Linked DNA regions of Rattus norvegicus: region 2 is linked to region 1. A link is a contact called in public Hi-C data. All regions are on one chromosome and are shown on one strand. The core of a region is the stretch at or near the end of the contact, and the rest is flanking DNA. Distances in the headings are between cores, read along the strand shown. Region 1 overlaps Sppl3 (signal peptide peptidase like 3). Region 2 holds the start of Sppl3 (signal peptide peptidase like 3).

The links. Hi-C and Micro-C count contacts between places; a contact is called where the count stands out from the background.
Region 2: a contact with region 1 is called in a Hi-C map of liver, with 2.7 times the contacts expected there. The contact joins the promoter of Sppl3 here to the enhancer-like site in region 1. A contact is called at or near these places in 5 of 12 Hi-C or Micro-C datasets (Schwann cells, kidney and liver) and 1 of 1 datasets of contacts at active chromatin or transcription factors (oligodendrocytes).

The regions. Positions count from the first base shown.
Region 1 is chr12:47,196,184-47,203,676 of GRCr8, reverse strand. Sppl3 (signal peptide peptidase like 3) reads left to right here. Exons shown (of 11, transcript XM_003751200.5): 3 at 4,111-4,199. Among named protein-coding and RNA genes, the nearest start is that of Acads, 46 kb to the right of the region's middle. Within about 2 kb of position 3,191, at least 8 of the 93 cell types and tissues checked have an H3K27ac peak or open chromatin away from gene starts, as enhancers often do. A contact at or near this core is called in kidney and liver, where this site is marked.
Region 2 is chr12:47,257,094-47,264,586 of GRCr8, reverse strand. Sppl3 (signal peptide peptidase like 3) reads left to right here and starts at 3,831. Exons shown (of 11, transcript XM_003751200.5): 1 at 3,831-4,326. The coding sequence starts at 4,304.

The DNA of each region.
Region 1 (7,493 bases), core at 1,942-4,441:
ACCTGTCGTAGAAGCCAGCGTATCTGTAGCTTGTCTACCCCAGAGATCAGACTACGGGAGAAACTGCAGTAGCTTATTTTATGTGGTGCTCTGAAAGCTATCCTTAGCACAGTAGTGCATGAAAAATGGTGACGTGCTGTGTTAGTCCTACTTTAAAGAGAAAAAAGTGGACTGGGAGATGGGTCAGTGGGTAAGGCTCCTTGCTGTGAAAGCAGAAGGATCTGAGTTCACATCCCCAGCACACAGGTATAATTGCGTGTGGCTGTGGTAACCCCAGGGTTAGGTGGTAGAAGTAGGAGGCAGATTCAGCCAGCTCAGCCCAGACAGTGTAGTCCAGTAATTGACCCTGTCTCTGAGACTGCCTCCATAAATGCTCACATGGGTGTGTGTTCCCTTAGACAATACACCATGCGTGCGCAAATACATACTAAATGTATTCATGGAGGATAAAGGCTCTCGGGTCTCCAGCTTTGTATCATCATCATTACCACCACCACCACCACCACCACCACCACCACCACCACCACCACCACCACCACCACCACCACCACCACCACCACCACCATCACTATCATTTTGCATGTTCTGTATTGTGATTACCCCTTAGTCACTTTTCCTTGTTTAGGAGGTAGGTAAAAGTCAGGCTGCTACCATGAGATGGTAACTCAGCAGCTCTGAGCTGCCTAACAAGGCCCAGCACACTGGCTGCCTAGGTGACAGAGAGCTTTACTTCTAGAGACTGAAAGTCCAAGATCTAAGAAGTCAGCAGGATGGGCTTTATCCAGGCTCCCCTTTGGGTTTGGTCCTCACATGTAGATGGCGCCGTCCCTTGTCCTTCTCTCCTGACAGCACAGATGTCTGGGAGGTCCATCTGTCGCTCCCTTTCCCTTGCCCACATCTGCTTCTTCATCTCCTTCGATACCATTTGAAGCCAGGTGTGGTGGTTCACACCTTCGGTCCTAGCACTTCCCAGGCAGAGAGAGGCAGGTGGATCTGCGAGTTCAACACCAGCTTGCGAGCACACTCAGTGATTTTGAAGAGGTGTAGAACAAAACAATGAGTAAACATAGAGATTTGTAGTCCCCTGCCTATAGGGTTACTCTGAAAATCCAAAGACATCTTGAGCTGGAGTCTGTAGTGTGGTGCTTTGGTTTTAGAGCATTTGCATAGCTTGTCTGAGGTTCCTGTACCATTCCAACCCAGAACAAAGAAAGTCGTCTTGACTGTACCACATGCCGGCCCAGTACCTGAGCAGGGAGTGCAGTTAGGGTTAGCTCTTGTAAGCTGAGCATGAGACACAAGGCAGGAGGGTCAGAAGTTGAAGAACATGTTTGGTTACATAGTCTGACCACCCTGTCCCGCACATCCTGTCCCCTCCCAAAACAGACAAACAAACAATTAGAAAACACAATCTCTACCTTATTATTTTATTATTCTGGCACTCAGAACATTTCTGGCCACAATCAGAAGACTCCCCCCCGACCCCCTTATATGCACTGATGATACTCTGTTGGCCAAGGACAGTATTTCTTGGCTATACAGCCCAGGCTGGCCTCAAACTTGCCGTTTCCTGGGTCTTCGTCTTTTTTTTTTTTTTTTTTTTTTTTTTTTGGTTCTTTTTTTTTCGGAGCTGGGGATCGAACCCAGGGCCTTGCGCTTCCTAGGCAAGCGCTCTACCACTGAGCTAAATCCCCAACCCGGGTCTTCGTCTTGAATGCTGACTGTGCATCACTCATTGGAGAGTCATTCATCTCCTAAAGCTTGACCTGCAACTACTTCTGTTGAGTCCTAGATGGTAAGGATCTCCTCCTATAACTCTGGCTGGTTCAGACTTTGGATACCAACTTGCAGTTCTCTTGCCTCAGCCTCCCAGCTGCTGGGATTTTGGACATGTGCTTCCACCATGTCCATTTCCTTCTTTCTGGTATTCGTTTTTTACTCTATCCTTGTTTATATATTTGTATGTGAGTAATTTTTGTTTGTGGCAATTGTGGAAGACATCTTGGTAGAGTTGATTCTCTCTCTTGATATTTATGTGGATCAAATTCATAATCAGGCTTATACAGCAAGCTCTTGGCCTGCTAAGCTTTCTTATAGCCCATGTTGCTCATTTAAACATTGATTTCAGTAACCCAAGTGTGCTCTTTGTTAAGCAAGTAGCCAGGGTGCAGTTTGAATGGAATGTGTGGCAGTAACATTGGGTGTATAGATACACATCATATCATGTTATTGTAGAGCAGTAACACGATTATGGTGGTGAGACAGGTCTGGCTGGGGTGAGGAGGGTGGTCATATGTGCAGTCAGGACAGACTGTTCAAGGGCTAGCCAAGTACTGGGCAGTCTGTAGAGTTAATAAGTTACCGAGTAAGTTAGGGCACAGTCGTCCTGGTGGCCTGAGACAGAAGTCTTCCCACAAAGGCAGCAGTTAAACAGCTGAGGTCTGCTGTGGGCTGTGCAAGTGTACTGGGCTGTGACAGGATCCTAGCCCAGCCCAGTGATCAAACTCTGTAAAGCTGGAAAATAAAGCACTTGCCACCTTGAACAGATAGATACACAGCCCTCCACTTCACTCAGGTAGATTTCTTGTGTTGTGTAGTGGTAACCCCAAGGATCAAACAAGGCTTGAAGTTCAGCAAGACTCAGGCAACTAGAAGCCCATAGTAGTTACACAAGACCTCCCAGCATCAGGAGGCAGAGACAGGCAGATCTCTGTGAGTTCAAGGCCAGCCTGGTTGATACAGAGGAACCCCGTCTAGTGGGGACATGGGAGGGTGACCACCTCTATAGCACCTCAGCTGCTGCCTTTGACACCATCTCTGCAGCAGGGCTGGCAGCAAGATGAAATAAATGTACTTGTGTGTGTGTGTGTGTGTGTGTGTGTGTGTGTGTGTGTGTGTGTGTGTGTGTGTGTGTTCCCAGCAGAGACACTGGTAGAGAGAGAGGAAGACAGAGCCCACAAATGCAGTTTAAGGTAGCAGTGTCTTTCATTCTGTAACAGTACAAAGCAAGCAGGAAGAAAATGAGCCAGCACAGTGAGTGTGGGCTAATGTCCTCCTCCCTCATGGGCTTATGCTGTACGTGCACCCGCATGGATAGGCCAGAAGACTGTGGTTTTCCTCACTCCGTCTCTACTGAACCTTGAGCTCATCAGTTGGGCTGGATTGGCTGACCTAGATTGTGCGCCACACCCCAGTGCGGAAGGACAGATGTGTGCCATCACATCCAGCTTTGACATGGCATCTGTTGCACAGCAGTCTGGACTGAGCAAGTATTCTTTATTAGCTCAGTCTGTCATTTGTGAAATGCCTCAACAACAAAACATGCTCTTTCTTTAATATCTATTGAGATATTTGCTGATATTGGGCATGTCAGAAGACATGAAACAGGTTGGAATGTGTAACACATAGTCCTACCATAGCAGATACATTGTAGCGTAGATGGCTCAGGCAACAGAAACCTGCCTTCTCAGAGCGCTGGAGACTGAACTGGAAAAGCAGGTGTGTGGTTGGACTGTCTGCTGGACGGACTGACCCAATTAGTGTCAGCCCCTCAGTGCACGAGGCTCCCAGCCTTGTGCATCCAACCCTGCACTGTTACCTGACTTTTGACTTTAACTGTTCTGTACAAGCCCCCTCTCACCAGTCACATGATTTGCAGGTATTTTCTTCCATCTCATGAGTGGCCTTTGTTTGTTTGTTTGTTTGTAATTGTGTTGTTGGAAGCACAGGTGTTTTCACCTGCTTTTTGCTATTTTGAGAGGGTCCTCCCTGTACCCTCTCTAAAAGCTGTCACATGGGTATAAAAGTTTCCCTTTCCAGATTTTTAATCATAGGAAAGTAATTAAGAGACTGTGGCAAGTTGAACTGCACTGGAGTGCCTTATTACAGTGGGACAGCTCGAGAAGGAACACTGAAGGGTTGTAGACGGCTTCCCAGTTGGGAAGAGGATGTCCTTTTCTTCGCAGGAGCAGCACTTGCAGCCCTGGCTCAGGACTGCCATGGCTGCTTTCTCTTACGCAGAACTGAAGCTGAATGTTAATCAATCTCTCTCTCTCTCTCTCTCTCTCTCTCTCTCTCTCTCTCTCTCTCTCCCCCCCCCCCCCCCCACAGGTCTCTTAATATGGACTTTGAGAACCAAGATAAGGAGAAAGACAGCAGCAGTAGTTCTGGCCCTTTCAACGGCAGCAGCACCAATAACAGTAAGCCGTGTCCTGTGCTCCTCGATAGCCTCACCCCACCCTCACCCCATGCGCTCACCGCAGCTGACCTCTCCGTACCTCCAGTCCCTCACTCACACGTGATCCAACAGTGCGATCCAATCTGTACCCTGCCGTCTGCTACACTTTGTGCTCTAAGTCTAACGCCGCCGGTTGCCCAAGTACGAGGAGCTTGCACCTGCTGCCGCTGCCGAGGTCACTCCTTCCCCATAAAGCACAGGCCATGTCCATCCGCCCGTGACCTTGCTAGCTGTTCTCCCGATGACTGCTTAATTACATATCTCTGAGAGAGTACATTCAAGTGCTTGGAGAGATAAGTGTTAGGATTGTCACCTGATTCAAAATATCCCACAAGAATACAAATCCTTTTTAAAATAGAGATGAATCTGTACACAAGTTATCATTTATCCATACAGTGGAATATTATTTCATATTTCATAATGAAGCACTTGGGGCCAGGGAGAAGGCCTAGTCAGAAAAGTGCTTGTCCCACAAGCATGGGTCCTGAGCTCAGGTGGGCAGCACCACATAATAACCTGGGCCTACTGGCATGTGCCTGCAACCCCACCGGTGGGGGACAGGGATGAAAGCCTGCCCCTCTCCTTTCCTCTCACGGAATTCGGTCTCCTTGTACTTAGTTCCTATGTACTTCGTATCCAAATCGCACTTGCCTGGTTTTTACTTCAGATTGGGAAGTGAACACAACAAAGACAGTGAAGTAGACTCACTTACGTGGAAAGAGTCAGAGGCAGGTGGGCCTCTGTGAGTATGAGGCCAGCCTGGTCTACAGAGGGAGTTTCAGGACAGCCAGGGCTACACAGAGACTGCCTTTAAAATTGTCTGTCCATAGATATTAAAATCTTTGCATGAAATAAAGTCTGTACCAGTAATTTACTAGGAACCACATTAAACCCAGTGTGAAATCTGATTTTCAGATTGATGTATTACATAATTTATCTTCAAGCTAAGTCACATACTTGTAACTTTACTTCTTTTTTTAAATATTATTTTTTAATGTATATGAGAACACTGTAGCTGTCCTCAGACACACCAGAGAAGGGCATCGGATCCCATTACAGATGGTTGTGAGCCACCATGTGGTTGCTGGAATTGAACTCAGGACCTCTGGAAGAGCAGCCAGTGCTCTTAACCACTGAGCCACCTCTCCAGCCCCAAGAACTTTACTTCTAAAGTCCAATATGGTGCAGCATATTTGCAAATGATATAAGTAAGACAGATTATAGTCTGGCACACTGCATCACAAAATCAAAGAGAAGCATGTAGTGTTCTAACTAAAATCTCATGGAAGGAAGTATCTGCTAATGTCAGTTTTATTTCTTGTTATTTATCAGGGTCACATGAGGGTCATGCACCTCTTAGTCGTTTTCTTAAGTTGGCCTCCTGTGTCAGACTATGCACCCTTTCCATTATGCACTGAGGCCCAGACACCAAGAGAATTCACAGGTACCTATCATACAGTACAGTACAGTTCTCTTTGATGCAGACTGGAAAATACTAAGAAAGAAAATCCTCCGTGAGTCAGCACTCGCCATACAGTGCCCCATCATTTTAGGTTGAAGGACAGTATGGGAAAGGGTCTTTTGTTTTGTTTTTGTTTTTTGTTTGTTTGGTTTGGTTTGGTTTTTGCTTTTTTAAACAGGGGTTCTCTGTGTAGCCCTGGCTGTTCTGAAACTCACTAGATCAGGGTGGTCTTGAATTCAGAGATCCACCTGTCTCTGCCTCTATACAGATAAGGACTAAAGATATGGGCCACAACAGGAACTGAGGGTTGGCTCTCAAAAGATTGGTGCTTAGTTAGTGCCAAGATGTTGGCAAGAGGATTTTGGACCAGTTAAAGGATAAAGTGACCAGATGGAGGTGTGTGAAAGATCACAGTTGCCTTCTTCCAAAAGACCCAAGAGTGGAGGAGTTTGTGGAAGCAAACAAACATGGAAGTGAAGGAGTAGTGAAGGCCGTGGGACCCACAGCAGACATCAAAGCTCACAACTCAAACAGTGCTCTGCCCAACAGCCAAAGGTGCAAGAACCTCCAGGAGACTACAGCACTTGGCGCATTAGAACTCAGGAAACAGCCACCAGGATGGCTCAAGATGAAACCCTGGCCACACCTAGTGTAAAAAAGACCAGTCCTCTTGTGTTTCCTGGGGAGTATGTCTGTGACATGGACACAGCTCACAGACTAAGCCCCAGCGCTCCTGGGCCCAGCAGTGTGGCTCTCGGGTGCATGCGTACAGGCTCCCGTCACATCCCTGGAGCTCTGGAGAGCATGCCAGTATCAGGGCCAAAGGTGAGGTGGGACAGATAAGAGCAGATGCAACAGTTCTGGGAGAAACGGCAAAGCAGATCTGCCCCTGTCTGAGAAGCACTCGACCTGCTGCCCTTCCTCTGACACTGCCTGGGAACTGCGGGCAGTCAGGCCTCCCCATCCTCCTGTATCTGCTGCATCTGCTTTGACAGACTGTAGTGGGGAAGGCAGGTTTGAAGAATGCCTCTGCCTTCTTCAGCTGTGATGGCCAGAAGTAGTAAGAGGAAGAGAAAGAAATGGCAGGCCAGACTTGGTGGTCCAGGTCCTAGAGGCAGTCTTCCATGGCTGCTGAGCTCGCTGCCCTCACTCAGAAGGTGGGCCTGGGGGGGGAGTTTTGCTTTTCCTCTGCTGTATGCCAAACTCATGACTGCTCTTAGTATCCAGGCATAATTCCCGTTGAAGAGCACAAGAGCTGGCATGGTGGGACTGGATGAAATTTGGGAGGAAATGTCACCCCATGACACAAGGACAGCTGTCATCTCGGTGTGTGGGAACTTAAGAAGGAAAGTTGCCATAGAGCGACTTCCTCTAGCCTCAGCTACAAAGCGATACTCTGTCTCGATTCTGTCTCAAAATAGTAATAATGATATTATGGGCTGGAGATAGCTCAGTGATTAAGAGCACTGGCTGCTTTATCAGAGCCTCAGGTTTGTGCAGGTTCCGAGCGCCCACATGACGTCAGGCCAGGAGCCATCTGTAGCTCTGGAGCAGACCTCTGACCTCTGTTCATTGACGCTCTGATGCCCTCTTCTGGCCTTTGAGAGTGCTGCACAGATGTGGGAGTCATACACGCAGGCAGAGACCACACACACACACACACACACACACACACACACTGAAATATCAAAGACGTACAAAGAAGAATTACTTGTGATAGCTAAAAGTTGAGGGAAAAAACCCTAAATGTCGGTCATGGAATGGAAAGATTTTTCATCCAGTGAAGTTGTAGAA
Region 2 (7,493 bases), core at 2,582-5,081, 60 kb before region 1:
GATGAATAGGCACAGCTTGGGAGTTTTTAAGACAACACTAGTCCACGTGACACTGTAACGGTGCACACATACCAGCGACATGCTTGCTCAAGTCTACGGAACTTACAATGTGGAGGGAAATGGTACTGTTGCCGGTGGATCCAATAGGGGAAGCTGTGTGGCAGAGAGTTCTTGGTACTTTCCCACCATTTTTTTTTTTTTTTCTGTAGCTTGATGTTGTTCTTCCTCTTTCTGTATGTATGTGCTTGCTTGTTTTTCTCTTGGTACTGAGGATTTCACACCAGGGCCTTGTGTGTGCAAAACATGTTCTACTGCAGAGCTATACACGGCCAAGCTTGACCCGTGTTGGTGCCTGAGTTGGGTACCCAGGACCCACGTGTGTGGAAGGGGAGAACTGACTTTGGAAAGTTACAAGTAGGCTGAGTAAGGACACTGTCTGGACCTTACCACAGAAAATGGAAGCAAAAGAGAAGACATTGGGGTGGGTCTGTCAGGCAGGTCTCTGGGGAAGGCCGGCTACCCCTGCCTCTTGGTGCAGTGTCAGGGAGAAGACACAAGTGAGACACCAGCTCTGAGGACAGGTAGGGCTCAGGCCACACCTGGGTCTTCGACCCTCACAGAAGCGTGCCCAAGCTGGGCCTGGCGGTGCTTGCTCCCGGGAGTCTGTGCCTGAGGCGGAATAAGCGTCCTGGGAGGCTCTCCAAGTCTTCTTTGAACAAGCTCAGTGGATAGAACCATCCTATAATTACCATGGGGATAATTAGAGGCACTTTCATGGTCTCTTTCAACAAATATTACACAAGCTATGGCCTTCTCATCTTGGAGGGGGTGTGGGGTTGGAGGAGAGCAAAGCACCCCTCCTGGGGGAGGGGGCAGAGAGAGCCAACACCTGAACTCTTGCCAAACACACCTGACTCCTGGCCGAGGCTCAGCGTGATAGGGATACGCCTGGGGCTGCACAAGCTTGGAGCTGAGTGTCTCTGGCACGGACACTGAAAGTCACTTCTTGAGTACCACAGGCTGGGCCGTTTCCAGCCAATGCTAGGGCTCTGGTTTATTCCAGTCTGGCCTTCCCAGAGGACTGCTCGGAGATCTTCACGGTGACCCGGAAATGCCTCCTGCATCCCGACAGTCTTGGCCTCGGATGCTCGAGTCACCAGGCTCTGGGCTCTCTCTCCATCTCGAGGGACTATGCACACAGGGGTCATGGGGTCTGGACAACCTTCCCAGCCCCACCAAGGGCGATTTGGTTCTGGTCATAGACTTTGGGTGTTTTCCTGAGAAACGCTTTGGGAGCCTCTGGTTAGCGCAGTCTTCTGTTCGAGTGAGGCTTGGCTTTGTTGTCTCAAGTCACTTATGCTCCATTCACCTCAGACTAACTTCTCACTTGGCTAAATCTTCTGTGACTCATGGGGAATCAAAGCCTAAGAGAATTGCCCAGAGGCACCTGCTTGTCATTTCTGTTTCATTATCGACGTGTCTGGTCTGTTTTGTTCCCAACTCCCTTGAGAAAGTTTTGAGCCCTCCCACAGCCACACCTGCTTTTGGCTCTGGGTCTTTCCCATGGGATCTGAAACTCCTAGTCACTCCGCTTGGAGACTTGGAGTGACTGTGCCACGCTTAAGGTCACAGCTGACTTTTTGTAGAAGTACCTAGAATTTTTTTCCGTGAATGTTAAAAATTTGGGCTATCCTGTTTGGTCTCCCCAGCACAAATGCCTAGGCATTGTGGCTGGGCAGGTGATTGAAGGCTGGTACCTTTCTAGGTAGAAAAAGATGGTTTTATTGAGACCTTGGGTTATAAACCCTCTCCTACACCTTTTCTTGGGCTCTCTGATGATGTTCAGGAGGAGACACCTAGAACTCAGCTGGTCCCAGCACCTGGTGTGAGGGGAAAGTGGGGGTGGAAAGTAGACAGGAGCAGTGTATTTGGCCTTTTTGTGAAAGGCTTCACCTTGGAGAACAGTCAAGCAGCAGCTGTGTAGGGTAGTGGCCCACCGATCTATTTGGAGACAGATTGGGGTGTGGCATTCTCTGTAAGCCTGGGTAGGGAAACTAAAGTAGAAACAGAGTCTGGCCAAATGCTGGGCGAGCCATAGAGTACTTCAAAGTGTAGGTACTCCAGACTTGCTCTGTAAAGGGAGGAAGAAATAGGATTTCTGGGGACAGCATGGTCCCCAGACCTCGTCTTTTCCTTCGGAAAAAGCACAGAAACTGAGGAGGAAGCCCTTGAGAGCCTGGCCTCCACCCATCGTTTTAGTGTCTCTGTTCAACGACCTACAGTAGTTCCTCCATCCCGTGCCTGGTTCCAAGCTCAGCCCAGACATTCCTGTTACTGTCTTGCTCTGTGACGCTCCCTTGCCGGAATGGTTTTTCTGTTGCTAAGCCTCTTGTGGTTTGAGGATGTCCCACTCCTGAGAAAATGTTCTCTGATACGTCTTGGTGGGGGAGGGGGTCAGGTCATTGTACCGTCCCGTCTTTCCCAGAGGCCTAGGTTCCTGAGGTTGGCCTAGGCTCCTGAGGCTGGCCTAGGTTCCTGAGGCTGGTCTAGGTTCCTGAGGCTGGCCTAGGCTCCTGAGGTTGGCCTAGGTTCCTGAGGTTGGTCTAGGTTCCTGAGGCTGGTCTAGGTTCCTGAGGTTGGTCTAGGCTCCTGAGGTTAGGACTAGCTCAGGCTAGTCTTACATTTTGTGTCAAATCCCATAAGTCAAATTCCCTGTATAGCTGAGATTGACCCTGATCTATTGCTGGCTTACCCCCAACCCCCACCTACAGTTCTGGGATCACAGTGTCGTGGAGTCTAGTTTTATTGCTTTAAAAATCCTCCATGTGTCCCTTCAGCCTGATAACCAGTGACCTTTTTGCTGTTTCCATAGTTATTTTTCCAGAATGTCATGTGGTCAAAAACATACACTATGTAGCTTTCTTAGATATACGTCTTCATCTCTAGCTATATGCTTTTTTCCCTGTCTTTCTTATTAATTCGATATAGGGCCATTCTATGTATTCTTTTTTTTTTTTTTTTTTTTTTTTCTATTTTTCGGAGCTGGGGACTGAACCCAGGGCCTTGCGCCTGATAGGCAAGCGCTCTACCACTGAGCTAAATCCCCAACCGGCCATTCTATGTATTCTTGGCTGGCCTGGAGCTCACTATGTAGACCAGGTTGGCGTTGAACTCATAGAGGTATGCCTGCCTTTGCTGGGATTAAAGGCCTCCCCCCACCCCAAGACATGGTGTACACATAGCACTCTACCAACTGAGTTACGCCCATTCACCCTATCTATCTAAACTAGCCTGCACCCTTCCTTTATTCTCTACTAATTGCTCTCCATGACTTTATTAATAGCTTCATGACTCTGAAATAATCTTCGTGCTTTAGCCGTCTTGAACAACCCATACCTCTTCCCTGAGAATGTCTACGTAAGGACAAGGGCCCAGGTGAAGGCGCTGACGCCTAGCTGGCACTCAACAAGGATCCGCTGGGATCTGTTCTAGGAAGACGAGCAAGTAGCATTTGACTTGGCGCCGCGAGGGATGTTTGCCGAAACGAACCAGGGAACCGCGGAGCACGCGATCCCGAATGCAGCGTTCGGTCCGCCATGTGACAGCTGACTGGCAGTTGAGGACCCAGGCCGGCCGACTGTTGATGGAAGGTTGACAGCTGAGTGGCAGTCAACCGCCGCGCACCGGGACCCGGACGAAGGGGCCTATCACACAGCGACCGCTAACCGTAGCCTCCAGCCCGGGCTGAGCTAGAGCTCCGCGCATGGGCCGCGCGCGAGGGGCGGGTCTCCAGGGTCACGTGAGCGTGTTTTGGGCACGTGACGCGCGGCCGGGGCTCGCCCCCGCCCGCTCCCTCCTCCCTCGGCGGGTGTGCTCCGAGCGGCCTCGCCTCACCGCCTAGCGCCCCCCTCAGCCGTTGCCGCCGCCGCCGCTGCCGCCGCTGCCGCCGCCGGCCATGTCCCCAGGCCGCCGCCGCCGCCGCCCGAGCGCGGCGCTCCCGCGGCCCGGCGCGCACTGAGCGCGGGCCCGAGCCACCGTTCGCCCGCCCCGGGCCCTTGTTCTCCGCGCCGCCGCCGCCGCCGCCGCCGCCATGTTGGGTTTGGAGCCGCAGCGGAGCCGCCGCCGCCGCCGCGGCTGACGAGGCCGAGCGCGGAGCCGGGCCCGCGCCGGGGCCCAGGGAGCCGGGCCCGTCGGAGTCCGTCGGAGCCCGAGTGCCCGTCCGCCGTGCGAGCGAGCCGCCGGGCCCCCGGCCGCGCCCTCTGCCGCCGGCCGAGCGAGCCGCGGAGCCCCGAGAGGCAGCACCATGGCGGAGCAGACCTATTCGTGGTAAGTGCGGGCTTTGGGGGGGCCGGGCCGCAGGTGCTCGCAGGGCCGGGGTGCGGGCGGCGGGCGTCCTCGGAGCCCGGGGGAGGGGCGGTCATCGGAGCGGCACGGCGGAACCGACTGGCGCGGGTGCAGGCGAGCAGGGGGGGGATTTGGAGAGGGTGGGCAGAGGCGGCCCCGGGCTGAGGTGTACCCCACTCTGGCGAGAACAGGTGGTAAGAGGCACAACTTGCAAGTAGTGAGGGAGGAGCGGCCGCCTCCACGGTGGGCAGAGGCCCTGCGCCGAGGGAGCCCTGCACGGCCGAGGGGGGAGTCGGTTCGGATGACCACATTCTGGAAAGGAAGTCGTCGGTAGCAGTGGGGCATGGGCAGTCTTTGTAAGGGTTGGTACTCTGCTCTAGGGATTCGAAGAGTGCTGGCCCTGGTTCGTGTTCTGGGGGGGTCGATTACGGGTGTGTGTGTGTGTGTGTGTGTGTGTGTGTGTGTGTGTGTGTGTGTACGCGCGCGCGTGCAGGTTGAGTCCTTGTCTGTGGGACTTTTCAGAATGTTGAGGGACTGAGGCATACCATTGTAGTTTAAAGGGGGTGACGAATGCGTCCAAGTTTGGGGGAAAGAGAGGTGAGAAGGGCGGAGGTGTGGCGCGTTTGCAGTGGAGGGAGTTTGGTTTTACTCGGGACCAGTGGGGATGGTGTAATTGGGAGCAGTGGGTTGAGGCTTGAGAAAACAGGAGACGGGGTGGTTGGTTGGGTTGGTTGGTTGTAGGGATGGGGCGGGGAACCTGGTTGCTGCCGCCTGGTTGGAGATGGTTTAAAACACTTGTGGTTTGGTACAGAACCGTAGACTTTCCCGTACGGTAGGGGTGAAGGTCCACTTCATTTTGTAATTGGAAAAGTGAGTTAGTTCTTCATTTCTTAACCCTAAACCTTAAAGTACAAGGATCGCCTTTTTCGCAGCCAGTACAGATTATGCGGATACCTTTACCAAGCTCGGGGCAGACAGACTGTCTAGTGTCAGGAGCACAATGGAGCTGTAACTACCATAGGGAGACAGTAAAAGAAACGGGTTATATATGAAAACAATGGTTATGCGAAGTCAGGAGCCAACTGTGTCCTGACAGAGGGTTAGTGATTGAACATAATTTAATAATGCAAACTTCAGCGATGTATACACAGTCTAAAAAAGAAGATAACTGGGAAGTCGAGAGGAAATGACTATAAGAACAGTTGGGTTTTGGTGGCTACAGTTGTGGTTTAAAAGGACAGACGAATTTGATAGTTCTGAGCAGCAGTGAGGGGCATCTCAGTGGCAGGTGTGGAACACAGGGAATCAGTTTCTTTCCTGCAGATGGGTTAGGAAGGGAAGGTAATGTTGGTGCTGCCATGGGTGCTGGCAACAACTAGAGCTTGTCCTGCTCCTTGAGGACTCCCAGTGAATCCTCATGGCTGCCTTGCTGGTTTTTGCCTTGTTTTGTTTTGTTAGAACTGGAATGTAAAAAGAATTTGGATTGGTTGAAAAATAACAGTGATCAGGAAATGGGGAAAGTGCTGCACACAGTAGCATACACTTGCAATCCCAGTTTAGGGCGATTCCCTGTGTATGACGTGGAAGTTCTGTGGTGCTCATGGGTCCTACTTGTTAGGAGAGACCTCTTGTGAAGACTGATCATTTACATGACACTCTTGAAACACTCCCTTGGGTCTCGACTTTATTTGATTTAAAGTCAAGGAAGCGCCATCAGGATCTGATCCTCAGCCCCTCCTTTTCAGCTCCATTTCAGGAGCGGAGTCCACAGTGTCCTGAGAGAGGATGGTGCACAGGGGAGAGGACTGGGAAGCTCAGCCCCTACCCTGTTTCCTGATTCTTCCCAAGTCAGCCAGGGGACAAGAACTAAACACATAGTATTGACACATCAGTTTGTCATCAGCTTTCACTTGTCTCTAAAGTGGGGAAAACTTCCTTATTTCCAGAGGAGGACACAGGCTCAAGAGGCCAAGTAAAGTCCTGAGTATGTGGCCCATGATGCTTTGTGAGCTCTCTCACTGCTTCACCCATTCTCACAGAAACATCAGCGGGGAAGCTGAAGATCGGATATTTTGCTCATTCTTCACTTGGATTATTTAGATATATACAAAAAAATGAAACTTTAGGGGTTGGGGATTTAGTTCAGTGGTAGAGCGCTTGCCTAGGAAGCGCAAGGCCCTGGGTTCGGTCCCCAGCCCGGAGTAGGGGGGGGAGGATGATACTTTAAAAACAGAATCATGTTTGATTATTTGCATTCTGCATTTAGGAAGAATGTACTATGACCCTGTAGATTTGTCTGAGAACAGATCCCAGAAGGAATGTGTATTTAAAAATAGGCTTATGTTATAGCCTCTGACATGTCAGTTATGTATGAAACAAGCCTGCTAGGATTGGTACATACTGTGATGAGCTTACCAGTCTGTTATTTTATTCTGTTGACTTGTACATATCTAACTTTTTTGTAATAACGTTAAAAAAAATGACCCCCCCACATGTATAAGATCATGTGGTTCTGACTTCTTGTACATGTTTATTTCCCAGAAAATTCTTGTCATTCAGGGGTCTAGCCCAAGCTCCATCTCTCTGAGAAGTGCTTTCTGCCCATTCCTGAAGGTGATCTCTTTATGACACTTGTGATCCTGGCTGCATCACCCCTTCCATTTCTTGTGTAAATACTGAGCCTGCTCACTGTACTTTGAGAGAGAGACACTGTGTGACACTACCTTGTGTCCTCTTCTCGTGGAACACAGTGTCTGGCACACAGCTTCTGCCCAGGAAACCCAGTAGTGACTGTGATGGAGGGGCTACTGCAGGATTCCTGTCCACTAGGTTTCCTGACATCCCATAGTATTCACAGCATGGGCTGTCACACTGCTTATTCTTCTGAGATGGGACCTCACTGTGTCGTCAGTGCTGACCTGGAATGCAGGATTTCAGGTTGACCTTGGGCTGACTATTGTTTACCTGCTTATCTTCTGGATGCTTGGCGACAAGCCAGCAACACTGCCCCTCTTGGAGTTTGTAAGGACACCGGGATCTTTTTCCATTTGTTTTGTTCAGCCTTTGGTTTTTTGTTTGTTGTTTTCTCTTTCTTTTCTTTTTGTTTCTTTTCTTTCTTTTTTCTTTTCTTTGACTCAGGCTCTTTTTTT